Linked DNA regions of Hordeum vulgare: region 1 is linked to region 2. Evidence: chromatin contacts called from public Hi-C data. All regions are on one chromosome and are shown on one strand. Each heading gives the region's core, a stretch centred on a gene start, on an enhancer-like site or on the middle of the called end of the contact. The rest is flanking DNA. Distances are from core to core; before and after follow the strand shown. Region 1 has its middle 330 kb from the start of LOC123402915. Region 2 holds the start of LOC123402915 (receptor kinase-like protein Xa21).

The links. Hi-C and Micro-C count contacts between places; a contact is called where the count stands out from the background.
Region 1: a contact with region 2 is called in a Hi-C map of leaf, with 4 times the contacts expected there. The contact joins the enhancer-like site here to the promoter of LOC123402915 in region 2. A contact is called at or near these places in 1 of 6 Hi-C or Micro-C datasets (leaf) and 1 of 1 datasets of contacts at active chromatin or transcription factors (embryo).

What each region holds. Positions count from the first base shown.
Region 1 is chr6H:365,019,807-365,026,612 of MorexV3_pseudomolecules_assembly, forward strand. No RefSeq gene overlaps it. Among protein-coding and RNA genes, the nearest start is that of LOC123402915, 330 kb to the left of the region's middle. Within about 2 kb of position 2,510, at least 1 of the 3 cell types and tissues checked has open chromatin away from gene starts, as enhancers often do. A contact at or near this core is called in leaf, where this site is marked.
Region 2 is chr6H:364,687,632-364,694,454 of MorexV3_pseudomolecules_assembly, forward strand. It overlaps LOC123402915 (receptor kinase-like protein Xa21), which reads right to left and starts at 4,855. Exons shown (of 3, transcript XM_045096882.1): 1 at 4,765-4,855; 2 at 1,919-4,525; 3 at 1,098-1,744. The coding sequence starts at 4,511. The coding sequence ends at 1,374.

The DNA.
Region 1 (6,806 bases), core at 1,260-3,759, 330 kb after region 2:
AAATAGTTAGTCATGGGATTTTGTATTATGGAACGAGTAAAGATACTTGCCGGTAACGAGATTGAACTAGGTATAGAGATACCGATGATCGAATCTCGCCAAGTAACATACCGATGGACAAAGGGAATAGTATACGGGATTAACTGAATCCTTGACTTAGAGGTTCGACCGAAAAAATCTTCATGGAATATGTAGGAGCCAATATGGGCATCCAGGTCCCGATATTGGTTATTGACGGGAGATAGTCTCGGTCATGTCTGCATAGTTCTCGAACCGGCAGGGTCTAGATAATTAAGGTTCGGTGACATTTCGGTATAGTTGAAGTATGTATGTTTGTGACCGAAGGTTGTTCTGAGTCCAGGATGAGATCTAGGACGTCACGGGGAGTTTCGGAATGGTCCGTAGACAAAGAATGATATATATGAAGAGGGTGTTTGGGCTCCGGAATGGTTTCGGGCATTTCCAAAAGTGTATCCGGAATGAGGAATGGGTTCCAGGGGTCCATCGGGAGAAGTCCATCCACCCAGGGTCCAGATGGGCCTAAAAAGTGTTGCACCAAACATTCATGGGCTGGGCAACCAGCCACTAAAGTTCCTTGCGCTAAAGAGGTGGGAGGAGGCTACATTTGGAGGGAATCCTACTAGGAGTAGGACCACTTCCCTTAGTGGAGGAGGATTCCTCCTCTTGGTGCGCCACCTATTCCCCCTTCCTCCTTATATACTAGAGGGGAGAGAGGGAAGCCAACACCTTATTCCAAGGCGCATCCCCTCTCCCACCCTCTAGTTCGTTCTTCCTCTAGAATAGGTTCGGCACTGCAGGAGAAGCCTTGCCGGATCAGCTCCACCACCATCGCCGCCACGCCGTTAGGCTTTCGGAGAACTCAGCTACCTCTGTGACCCCTCTTTATGGATCAAGAAGGCGGATATCGTCATCGAGATGTACGTGTGTTGAACGTGGAGGTGCCGTCCGTTCGTCACTAGATCGGGATGGATCGTGATGACATCGCGGGACGGATCGTGATGGGGTCGCTGGACCGATTGCGATTTGGATCGTGAATATGTTCGACTACATCAACCACGTTATATGCGCTTCCGCTTAGCGATCTACAATGGTATGTAGATGTACTCTCTCCTCTCGTACATGGTCCTCACCATGGATAGATCTTGTGTGCGCGTAGGAAATTTTTTGTTTTCCATGCGACGTTCCGCAACATAAGCATATCAAATTCTTTCCCAAAATCAAGCTTAAATAGGATGAATTTCCTTTTACTCTTATAACAATGGTAAATGTATTCATATAACCATACTAAGCAGTCTTGGATCCATATGTTATTCAAAATTCCATATTAATTTTGTGTACCACTTTGAGGATGTACTTTTGTAATCTGTTTGTCAATAATATTGTGATGATATTAAGTGTGCAGTTAAGGAAAGAGATTGGTGTAAATTCTATAGGGCTTGAGGCCGAGTCGTTTTTAGGAATGAGAGTTATAAATGAGTGGTTTATACTATGGGTGTTGAAATTTCTCGAGTGAAAATCCTTAGTAAATTTATGGAAATCACGTACAATGATATCCCAGCAGTTATCGAGGAAAGCAACATTAAATTCATCTGGACCAGGGAACTTATCAGTAGACAATTTGTTTTATAAATCTATTAATTTCCTATTTTGTGAAAGGTGCCTCCAATTCTTACAATTCCCCCATTGGATGCTGCAAATGTTGTGAAGGCAGAGTATTGTTTTTTGTAACACATGTCCCCGACCTTTCTTTGTAATATCTATAGAGAATAGCAACTTTTGAATGATGGTCATAATGTTTGTGTTCGATTTCATCTTTCAGCATACCAATGTAGTGGTTTATGAATTTGATGTTGTTTTGAGCGTGGAAATATTTTGTGTTAGCTTCCCCCATCTTGATATGTCTGATAGTAGCTCTATATTTCCAATATTGCCTCTGATATTCAAGTATGTGTTCCAAATATGCTTTTAGTATATCTCTGCCATAATTCTCCTGAAGTGGTAACGTCCTGTATTCTTATGTAGTATCATAGAAAAGGATCATGAAATTGGTGTCTTCAATGATTTTTTTCAAGCCTACGATTCCAACACTATTAGGAAAAGGGCTATAGATAATATAGACACTAATGGCACACTAGACAAGTGGTGCGCCACTACTATATAGTAGTGGCACACCATGTGCAGGTGCGTCATTAGTGTGATGGACGCTAATGGTGCACCACACGCACGGTGCGCCACTACTAACTAACTTTTTTTTTTTTTCAAAAATACTAATGGCGCACCGGGGCAAAGTGCGTCATTACTAGTTTAACGAGTAATGACGCACCACTCATCCAGTGCGCCACTACTATAATTTTTTTTTTGCAAAACTACTAATGATGCACCACCAGCTGGTGCGCCATTAGTAACCAAACTAATGGCGCATTTGTAGGTAGTGCGCCATTAGTAATTTTGCAAAAAAAAATCTCTCTGTCACCCACGACCCCAAACCTAGCAAGCCCTCTCTCCTCCTCATCCTCACCTCCTGCGCCCCACCGCATCGCAATCGCCACCGCGCCATGGCCTCCCCCGGCCCAAACCACCACCGCCGCCAGGCAAGGCCGTCGTGGAGCATCACCACCCCACCCCACCCCACCCCGTCGAGGATGCACAAGGCTTTGTCGCTGTCGGAGCTGGGCTTCGACGCCGGGGGCGCCTCGTCGCCTCGTTTGGCAAGGTATGCTCTAACCTCCGTTCAGTTGCTCTCCTCATCCCCTTTCTCACTCAGATCCCTCTTGCTAGCCCTACCTATCTGATGCACTTCGTGAGCAAGCCAACTGGTCCTCAAATCCCCACAGAGCTCCCCTCGTTCCTGCAGTCCGCGACGTGGGCCTCCCCTTCCTCGCAGGGCTCCCCATCGCGTTCGGGGACGCGACGCGACGGACGAGGGATGCGGCGAGAGAGCCGCGTTCGGGGTGGAGTCGTAGCAGGTTCGGTCCCTTATAATAATGGCTGCAGATCGTGTTCGCACTCCCCCTGTAGCTGAAATGATAGCTCCTACCACAGGAGGAGATTTATCAAACCTGAGTAGTAATTGTATGCGCCCAGTCGTAGATTGAATGATTCATATGGAGTATGTATAGTAGTGAGTTGACTCAGTGCTATGCTGCGCTTGCTTTGACATTCTGAAGTACGGCCTGCTTTTGTTACTCCAGTAGTACTGCCTGCTTATAACATTTCATATATTGGTTTTATGCACAAGATTTTGTGCCTTGCTTACCCTAAAACTACCAAGTATTAGAGTACATATCACTGGGTGGCTACACTCTCAGCAAGGCAGAAACCAGTCGAGATATACCTGCCATGGTCCTAGGATCCGTGTCAATTTTTTAGTTAATGTGACGCCTGCCACTTTTTCCCGCTTTACTCTACCACTGACATCGTTTTCCATTGGCAGTCTAGCAAGACCGAGAAACTTATGGCCGAATCTCCTGTTTCTACCGTGGTTCGTCGGGTCAGTAACATTGCCATCCAAGAGACTTCGTTGCTAGACTGTTTCTGTTTATATTTTACTGGATAGGCGCTACCTCGTCTATTGAAACGGTGGCAAGACCATCTCGTTCTGATGCTGTCTGCCAGGTATTGCTGCTTCCTTCAAACCAAAAATGCTTGATTTGTCAGTAATAAGAACCAATATGACGTGTTTAATGTCATGTGTTAACCTTTTATCTTGAGCACTTAAAAGTTCCATACAATGTTTTATATCTTCTATTGCTCTAAGTAGTTTGTTAAATCCTTGAATAGCTTGTGTTACTATTGATCTGGGATTTTTCTTTGGTTGTCTTAATTGTCTACAATAGGGTTACAAGCTAGATTCCTATGACTTGCTGAGCTCCATTCTTTGGGGTTCTCTTCATGAGGCATTCTCTAAACATTCTATCTTCACTTTAAGAATTGCCTTTTATGTTATTTGATTGCTTGACATGCTTAAATTCAGTAACTCGATCCTCTCTGAATGCTCCTAAGCCTTTCCAAGGTGTTACTGTAGACCTTCTATCTCAACCAAGAATTGAAGAAAACATGACTCACAACCAATCATTTATTTTTCGCCACACCTTTGCTGTCACTTCTTTTGCTTTGTGGTCCTACCAGACATCAGGACTATTTATATATGTCATGTAGTTATTTGAAGAGTTCCGTGTAGCAGTTTGAATGGAATAGTCTCCCTATTTGTGTGTGTGTGTGTGTGTGTGTGTGTGTGTGTGTGTGTGTGTGTGGCTGCGCATCTTTGCAGTTCCAGCTGCTCTGTTTTCAAACTAAACACCATGAAGCTTGTTTCAGGCTAGAATACGTCTTCTGGTTCTTTTTTTAGATGGAGTTTCTTGAGAGGATCTAACCTGAACCTTGAGAGATGTGACTTTACCATGCTTCTCTCTCTCTCTCTCTCTCTCTCTCTTTCTCTGAGGTTTTTCCATGTGCTTTCATCGAAACCTAACATGATTTTTTTGGTGCAAATTCCATGGAGTACGATGGTTCTCTGTTACAGCAGAAGAGCGAATGCTTAGTTTTTGCATATGCATGTATCAGCAACTCCTTGATCGTGTCAGCTAGGAAACCATCATATATTTTGAGTAATTGTTTTATAGAGACGTATGGTTAGTTGAATAGGCTTACATAGTCTAGTAAGAAAACTATTTAAATTTTCTAAGAACACTAACTGCTAGCTTATATATCTACTTGCTTAGTTAACAAGATAATATGCCTGTACACCTCTGGAAAAAATAAACTAAATGCACGTCCTGAAGTTAGAAGTTCTTGATGAATAAGTGTTGAGTATAGAAATGAACACCATGGATGATATTGTTCATGGTGCTTGAATTAGAATTGAATAAGGTGCTGTAATTTTAATTTAATTTGACGATAATCCTTGGGTAAAAGACATCCTTTTGGAAACTTGATGGTACTTATTAGTTACAGTGCTATATTTTAATTTTATTCATTGCGGTCCTAGTAGATGCTATAAATTCTTTGAATCTACCCTTGGTGTTGTTTTACCTCTTTTTTTCCTTAGTGTCTATATAATAATGCTGTGTTTGCTCGGATGAGATTTCTCATACCATGTGTTTTACTAGGTCTTTCATTTTGGTCACCTAACAATAGTCATGTCTCTAATCTTCCTCGGCTCTACTTTTTATGCTGGTTCAGCTTAAAGAAGGCACGAGTTAGTGGAAGGCATGTCGGAAAATTTTGAGCCAATGATGATTCATGAAATTTTATTATGAAGTACTTTGAGTTGATAATTTAAATATAACCGGCCAGCCGGCCAGCAGAAGCAGGAGATGCCGCTGCCCGCCAGGGTGCCTGCGGTTGGACTTTCTTTTCTCCTGTTGGTTTCCTTTCTTCCTTTGCACGCGTGTGTGTGGGGGTGGGGTGGTGCCGTCCGTGGTAGACTTCACTGTCGTCCGTTTGTCGGCACATCTGGCTCCCTCCCTTCCTTCCTTCCTTCCCCTTTCAGCGCCGCTTCCTCCTCGCCATGCCCGCCTCCCCCGCCGTCCAACCTTCCCGCAGCTCCGGGCGTCGAGCCGCCGGCAGAGGTACCCGCCCACCCCCGCTCTCCTCCCCGCTCCGCCAAGCCGGGCAGATCTGGTTTTTTATTTTCTTTGGTCGAGTCGCCGGGGTTGAGGTGAAGGGGTTGATTCTTGTGGGGAGGAGCCATCCGTGCCAGGGGGGTGGGCCAGCACCTTCCCGTCGCCGTCGCGGGGCATTCTTGGCTCTGATCGCTTGCCGGCTCCGGGCGGGTAGTCGATAGTGCCGTCCGTGCTGCTGGCCTGCTGCGTGCTGATGGCGAGTGGGAGAAGGGGAAGCGGCTTGGAGTGATAGTGACACGCGGCACTGAAATGTGGACGCGAGTGCTGAAATTCTGAAAAACCTTGCTTCGAAATTCAGAGACACCGGCTGAAGGCAAGTGTGATCATGAGTTAAAGAACCACTTGGAGATGTCTGGTTGCCTCTTGTTGGGTGTTTCAGTGCTCTACTCCCATACTATATGTGCCGTGTTCACGAACTTTCAGTTCTATTTTTAGCATTTATGTTATCATTGATTACATAGTTCCTGTTATTTTAAAGTGATATGAACCTGCTGTTGTGTTGTTGGAGTCCTAACAAACAGTCAGATCCACAGGCTCGGTTTAGGCTAATTGCCTGACCATTCAACAGATGCCTGGTTTATAAGTGATTGTTGATGGATTGTGAGTTATTTTTAGGCTGTGAAATCTCTGTTCATATATCATTCTCTATGTAATTTGTGTAGTGTAGCTTGGGTGACTCTGCTTAAAAATCTAAATCTTGTTAGTTCTTTTTAGATTTTGGAGGGGACAATCGCGCCGGGATTAGCCGGACGCTGCACTGGATCAGCGCGATTAGCAACAGGCAGGCAGACATTGTAGGACTGACATGCCGCGTCGGGAGGGCTGTGCCCGGAAGTGCTAATTTGCTTCAGGATTTGGTGAAGGCTGGTGGGTCGTTGCTGCTCATCGGCCCACTAGGGGTGTGGAAGACAATTGTCATAAGGTATGCTTAGATGATTAGTGAACTTCCCGCAGTGATTTTACTACAGTGTACTAGTGAATAGTGATGGATACTTACGTATGGCAACTCTAATTAGGAGAGTTTCTATGGCAGTATGTACCAATTTTAGCATCAGATTGTTTCCTTGCCTTGCAGAGAAATTGCACGAATGCTAGCAGATGACTACGATAAGCGGGTGATGATTGTTGATACATCCAATGAGATAGCTGGAGATGGCGACA
Region 2 (6,823 bases), core at 3,605-6,104:
GAGTCCTAAATCTGAGCGAATTTGCCACCGCACTACATTTGAGGTGGCTTTGGAACGAGTGGGCGGTCCCGGCAAAGCCGTGGCTGGGGATGGGCACTCCTTGCAATGAGGCCAACATGGACCTTTTTGCAGCAGCAACAAGGTAACCATTGGTAATGGGGCTAAAGCTTGCTTATGGACGTCTCCCTAGCTTGACGCTCTAAGGCCAATGGACATTGCCCCTAAAATATTTCTGATATCCAAGGAAAAAACTTGCTCTCTGACGAAGGCCCTCACTAATGATCACTGGTTATCACAAGTTGATATTACAAATGGCATCTCCACCGAGCATATTCAGGAGTTTGCCACCCTTCGGGTATGTTTGGATGGGATAACCCTTGACCACGACATACAAGACACGATCACATGGAAGTTTACCGAGAGTGGGATCTACTTCACATCCTTGGCCTATTAACTACAACTCGAAGGGCGCACCTCTACGCAACTCATAAAAACCGTCTGGAAGGTTTGGGCTACACAAAACTGCAAGTTCTTTGGTTGGTTGATCATCGACAACAGTGTTTGGACAGCGCACATGCTACATTAAAGGGGATGGCCAAATTGCGGTTTTTGCCCTCTTTGCAACCACGTTCAAGAGACAGCGGCACAACTTCTATTCCAATGCCGATACTCGGTTGTGGTTTGGAACGCGGTAAAAGCGAAGACCGGCTTGGGCAATATTGTCACAACAGATTGGACGGCCATGCCAAGTGTCAGACAATGGTGGACCGAGATTGTGCTCGTGTGCTCGCCGAATAGAAAAGGATTGGCCTCCCACCTTATGTTGATCTCCTGGGAACTTTGGAAGGAGAGGAACGCTAGGGTCTTCCAGAAGTCTCCGCGCCTTCGATGATCCTCGTGGAAAAAATCATGGTGGAGGCAAGACTTTGGGCTTTGGCACGTGCCAAAGGGCTAGGTGTAATTTTACATAATGAGTAGTTGTCCTACATTCGCCATTATATGGCTGTTGTCCTTGGACCCTGTTAAAACCCTCTCTTAATTAATGAAATGGCAAGTCTTATGCTTGTTTAAAAAACACTTTTGGACAAATGTCAGGTATAGCACATCATCTTTTATATGTTGCATGTATGTATGATGTTTTGTTCTTTGGTATATATGCCCCGTTACAGCGCACAGGCAATTACCTAGTATATTACAACATACGGAGTACAACTTATTCCCCGTAAGAAAATCAACAATTATTGAAGGTAGCATTGATCGGGTCGCAAGAAAACACACCATCAGGTAAATAGCAACATGGATGTCGGTGTTCTTCTTTCTTTCTGCCGGGAAGTATATGTAGTTGTTGTATGTACATAATTAAACTGAAGAATTCATGTTTGCCTTCCAAGATATGACGCCTGAATTGCTTGGATCTTGCTAGCTGCATCTCTCATGTTAGCTCTTTCGCTGGGGATGGAGTGTGTGCAGGAGACTGCTACTTGCAGCAGAGACACCAGGCACTGATGAACCGAGCCTTCTGATACACTCCTAGCTTCAGCAGAATCCTCACATTCACCTTTTAGATAAATGTCAATCACTTCATGTATTTGATGTGGAAACTCGCTACCCACGAAGTTGACTATGTCCAGTCCATCAGTAAACATAGGATCTGTTGGCCTTTTGCCAGTCAACATCTCCAGCAGCACTATCCCAAAACTATAGACATCCCCAGAAGTTGATATACGGCCTCCCCCACCGTATTCTGAAACATGTACAGACATTAAGTTAGTTTGTGTCACATGTTGCTTGCTACGTAGTCATTAGTTTATTCAAGACAAAAAAAAGTATAGCTGATAATATAGGGGAGTAAATATAATTCTTTTTCCATACGATCCAAAAATGGACCGGGTTCCACTATCATAAAATACAAATTTACCTGGTGGGATATACCCTATGGTTCCTCTTACACCAATTGAACTCGTCGAGCTTGCTGGTCTGGGCCCAGAATCAAGAAAAATCCTTGCGATGCCGAAATCCCCCAAATGAGCAACCATGTCATCGTCAAGAAGAATATTGCTGGGCTTGAGATCACAATGGATGATGGGGTTTTCACTGTCATTATGTAAATAGTCCAGTGCATCTGCCATGTTGACAGCTATGCCTATTCTTTGAGTTAAAGTCAGATGCTTATCAGCTTTGCTGTCGCCCTTGTGATGAAGCCAGGCGTCCAAGTTCCCCTTGGGCATGAACTCGTAAATTAGGGCCCTGAAAGCACTCCCGTCGCTATCAATAGTAGAACATGCAGTTATGATGGAAACAAGATTCCGGTGTTGAACGCTTCTCAGCGCTTCACATTCTGACAGGAAGCTTCTCTCGGCGCCTTGCATCTCAAGGTTAAAAACCTTCACTGCCACTTCCAACTTATGCTGCACCAACTTTCCCCTGTACACTGTACCATAGCTTCCTTTCCCAAGCAGGTTAGACTCGGAAAAGTTCTTTGTTGCTTCGACGAGATCATTGTAAGAAACTTTAGGGAAATGCTCACCCAAAGGAGCCTCTGATTCATATCTTGTTCTTCTCATTTTCCTCTCCAGGACTAGAAAGTAGACCAATAACACGAGCGACATGAAGCCAAATAATGGTATCAATACCCTGATCAAGTAATATCGTATCTTAGTTCCACGATGAGAAGCAACCGGGCATGCGGGCATATGCAGTTCCGGCACCCCTCCACAAAGCTCTGAATTGCCACCAAGCGAAACGGCTGAGGCATTGCTAAACACTCCTTTTTTTGGGATTTCTCCTTGGAGGTGATTATGAGACACGTCCAACTTGCTGACATGTTGAAGACTTGCAGGGATGTCCCCAGATAAATCGTTATAGGAAAGGCTGAGCACGCTCAAGCTCGTAAGGTCACCAAAAGTGGTCGGAATGCCACCCGTCAAGTTATTATGGTCCATTTGGATGGTTACCATGTCTTGACACTGGCTCAGATCATCAGGAATTTCTCCTGTAAGTCTGTTAGATGAAAGATTCAGTGTACGGAGTTGTTTAAGCCCACTAATTTCAGAAGGTATGTCACCTTGAAGATTGTTATAACTAAGGTCAATGGTTGAGAGTCTTGTAAGTTTCCCGAAGATGGGAGGTATTGGACCTTGAAATTCATTGTTTGCTAAATACAGAATTGTTAGCCGAGTAAGGTTGCCAAAAGAGGGTGGAATGGTTCCCACAAAGTTGTTTCCATGAAGATCTAGAGATTGTAGGTTTTTAAGACTTTCTAACCATCCTTCAATTGAACCATTGAAACTGTTTGTGCTAAGATCCAACTCTATTAAGCCATCAAGGTTTCCTATGCTTAAAGGAACTATTCCTGATAGATTGTTTCCACCCAGATGTAGAATTCGAAGTTCAGGGGACAATTTACCGACCGAATTCGGTATGGCTCCTGTGAGCTGATTATTCTTGAATCTCAGCACTTTTAGAAAACTGCAGTTTGTCAGTCCATATAAAGATTCCCATCTTTGGTTGTCACTTGACTCAAGCTTATTATCCCCAAGGTTTAGGTATACAAGGTTTAGTAGCTTTCCCAAGCTAGGAATTTCTCCAGTGAAACTGTTATTAGATAAATCTATTAATTGTAGGCCTGAAATGTTGTCTAGCGACGCTGGGATAGGACCTTCAAGCATGTTCTTGCCCAAAGTAATTTTTTGAAGATAAGGGAGGGTGTCGCCAATGTCAGGTGGCAGTGCCGCCATTTGTAGTCTATTTGCTTCCAAGCTTAGGAATTGAAGTGAAGTAAGATTAAAGATTGATGGTGGTATTTGACCTGAGAGCCTATTGTTCCCAGCCAAAAAGGCTAACATGTTGGACAATTGTCCGAGCTCATCGGGTAGGCTTCCCCCTAGTTCATTTTCTTGAAGAATGAGTAATTGTAGTTTGGTGGCGTTGCTGATGGTTGGTGGGATGACCCCAGTGAGATTGTTCTTAGAAAGATCTAAACGTGTTAGATTGTAAAGTGAACCTATTTTCGCGGGGATTAGGCCTTGTAGCATGTTTCTAGAAAGATCCACAAGCTTTAGGTTCGAACGATTTGTGAATGAATCGGAGATTATCCCTTGAAATGAATTGGAGCTGAGGTCAAGTGAGATCAGCTCGTGGAACTGGTTCAGAGGAGGCAACTGGCCGGAGAAGCCATTGTAGGACAAATTCAGGCGCTTAAGGAACGTTATGTTCCCAAGAGAAGGGTTGACTTGACCTGACAAGCTTTGGCCAGGGAGATTCAAAGCGACGACCCGCCCTGGATGCAGTAAGCTGCATTTGACACCATTCCAATTGCAGTAATAGATGCTTCGGTTCCAGTTCCTCAAGGCATCTGTGGGATCTTCGGTGGACTTTTTGAAACGGAGCAACGCGAGAATGTCTGTGATGTTCGCATGAACAGTTGAGCAACGGACACTGCCAGCTCCATAAGACAGCAGCAGTAGCGCCAGCAGAAGAAGCATGTTGGGTTTCACGGATTGATCAGACATGAGCCCCGTTTTACCTGCAAAAATACAAAGCACAAACATGGTAGCTTATATGTCATGTTCACCGGCAGAGCCACATGGCGTCCGTGACGAAACACGGCAACACATAAAGATCTATGGAATTCGCCAACGATTCAGGCATCACGTACGTGTGCCCACAACTAAAGTTATATTCAGGCTACCAGTAGCTGCATAAAAATAAAGAGAACATGCATTTTTTACTGCAAGTAATCGTGAGAAATGGACGGTGGCGTACCTCTGCAGTCTGCAGCTCTGCTCGACTGGAGCGCACAAAACGGCAGCTTTGGCAGCTTGGCTTTGCCGGTGGTTTGTATACTTGGATTTCGATGCTCAACTGGCTCAGGCCACGGCGGTTTAAATGCAGTTTTTACAGCAGGTTTGCGCCACACACTGTATTCTCACCACTCACGCCTTATCTCGATCGCTGTCAAGGTTAGTCCTCGAGTAGCGCGGGTTAACAGAACCTTCCGATTTTTTGCATGACTTGAGAAACCAGCTAGTTCGGACCATTCCAGCAGGTAGATCTAGTCAAAAACAGGCCCCCGCGTCGCCCTCCTCTGGCGACACGGGGGCGAAACCCTACTCGTCGCCGCCACCTTTCCTCCCCTCCCTTCCCCGTCTCGCCGCCGCCAGAGGTGCCCCCGGCGAAGCCGGGCGGGTTCCCTTGACGGCGGCGGCGGGGCTCTCTCCTGCGCTCTTCCTCTCCTGCGCTCGTCCTCCTCTGGTGTCCCGAGAGGAGAATCCCAGATCCGTCGCCGTCCAGCCTTCCCCTTCCTCTCGGGCTGGTTCTGCTGCGCGCGGCGGTGATGGTGGCCGTCGGTGGACCGTGGAGGTTGCGAACGCTGCTCGTTCCGTGGGCACGGGCGTGCGCCGGAGGTCGCGTGCGGGAGCGCCAGATCTGGCCCGTTCTGGGCCGATGGCGGGCTCCGGTGGCTGCAACGGGGGCTACCTGTTGGGCCAGTCGTGTGCGGCTGATGCCAGGGGGACGTTGCCTGGCCTCGGGTGGGGAGGCAGCGTCGGCTGCGAGCAGGTGGGCGGGCCAGATCTGGCCGCGTCCTGGCTGCCATGGGTGCATGGGTCGTCTTTGGGGCGGCCTGAGGTGACCGTGTACAATGCACTGGAGTGGAGCGGCGTGTGTGGTCTGATGGTGGTGGTGCGGCGTTGGGTGCAGATCCTCCGGACGAAAGTCTTGCTCGATGGAGGTGATGGCAACATCCGTCGATGCTGTTTTCTGAAGGCATCACCAAGGAGATTTGTCACCCTTTTGCCATTTGGGATCCATTCTCTGGGTGAAAACCTAAATCCATCTCCTCGGGTTGGCAATGGGGCGGCCTTGGCAGCCTTACTTTGTTGGAAGCATTGTTTTGGAGAGGTTCTTGATCGATGCACCCGGTTGGTGATGGTGGTGGAGTATGCGTTGCCACGTCCGCTCATGGCTTGTCGTTGCACGGTGGTGGTGGCAGCAGAAGCTGGATGGCTTGCAGGGATCGTCGGGCAAGTCGTGTTTGTCCTCCTTTCGGGGTTGGAGCGGCGCATCTCCGCCTCTCTTCGGAATGTCTTCTTTCTACAATGTCGGTGAGGTTGATGAACACGCTTGTGACGAACATTTTCGATGAAGGCGTTCTCTATTTTGTTTCAGCGAAGTCGAAGTCGTCGGATCGTGTGTGCGATGGGTGATATACGATGACTCTGTAACGGGGCTATGGTGTGCTCTAGTCTTTCATGTTTAGTTTGCCCGACATCTTCGTGTCGGTTAGCCTAGTCGAGCTAGGTGAGGCTGTTGTATAGGTTTTCGCCCGGTTTCTTCTTCAATACGCCGAGCAGTTCTCGCCGTCGGCGTACTTCTTCTGAATGAAATCTTAGCAGCTCTCCTGCTAACTTTCAAAAAAAAAACAGAACCTTCCGCCACTTGGGACATCTCTTGTTTCTTACCGCTGCCGTCGCTTCTTGAGCTGGACAATATTGTCGCCGCCGGTGGGGCCGACAATCCCACGGTGACTAACCGTTTACTAGGGCTCTTTTCAGCCGGAACCAGACAATGTATCTTCTGCGTTGCTGCGGCGGGACTAACCTCCAGCGGTTTCAGTACTGACAAGATTCGGCATGTGCAACGGGTTACTTGTCAAAGATGCTTGTTTCCAAATGTGTTTCGGCTTGCAGTGATGATGATTACTATAGCGTGCTTTCAGAACGTATTTCTGCGGACAGGGTTCATTTCTTGGTATTTTTGGACGTATTAGCCGGTCAAGTAAACTTGTATGCATTCCATATGGACAACACTGGGATCGTCACTG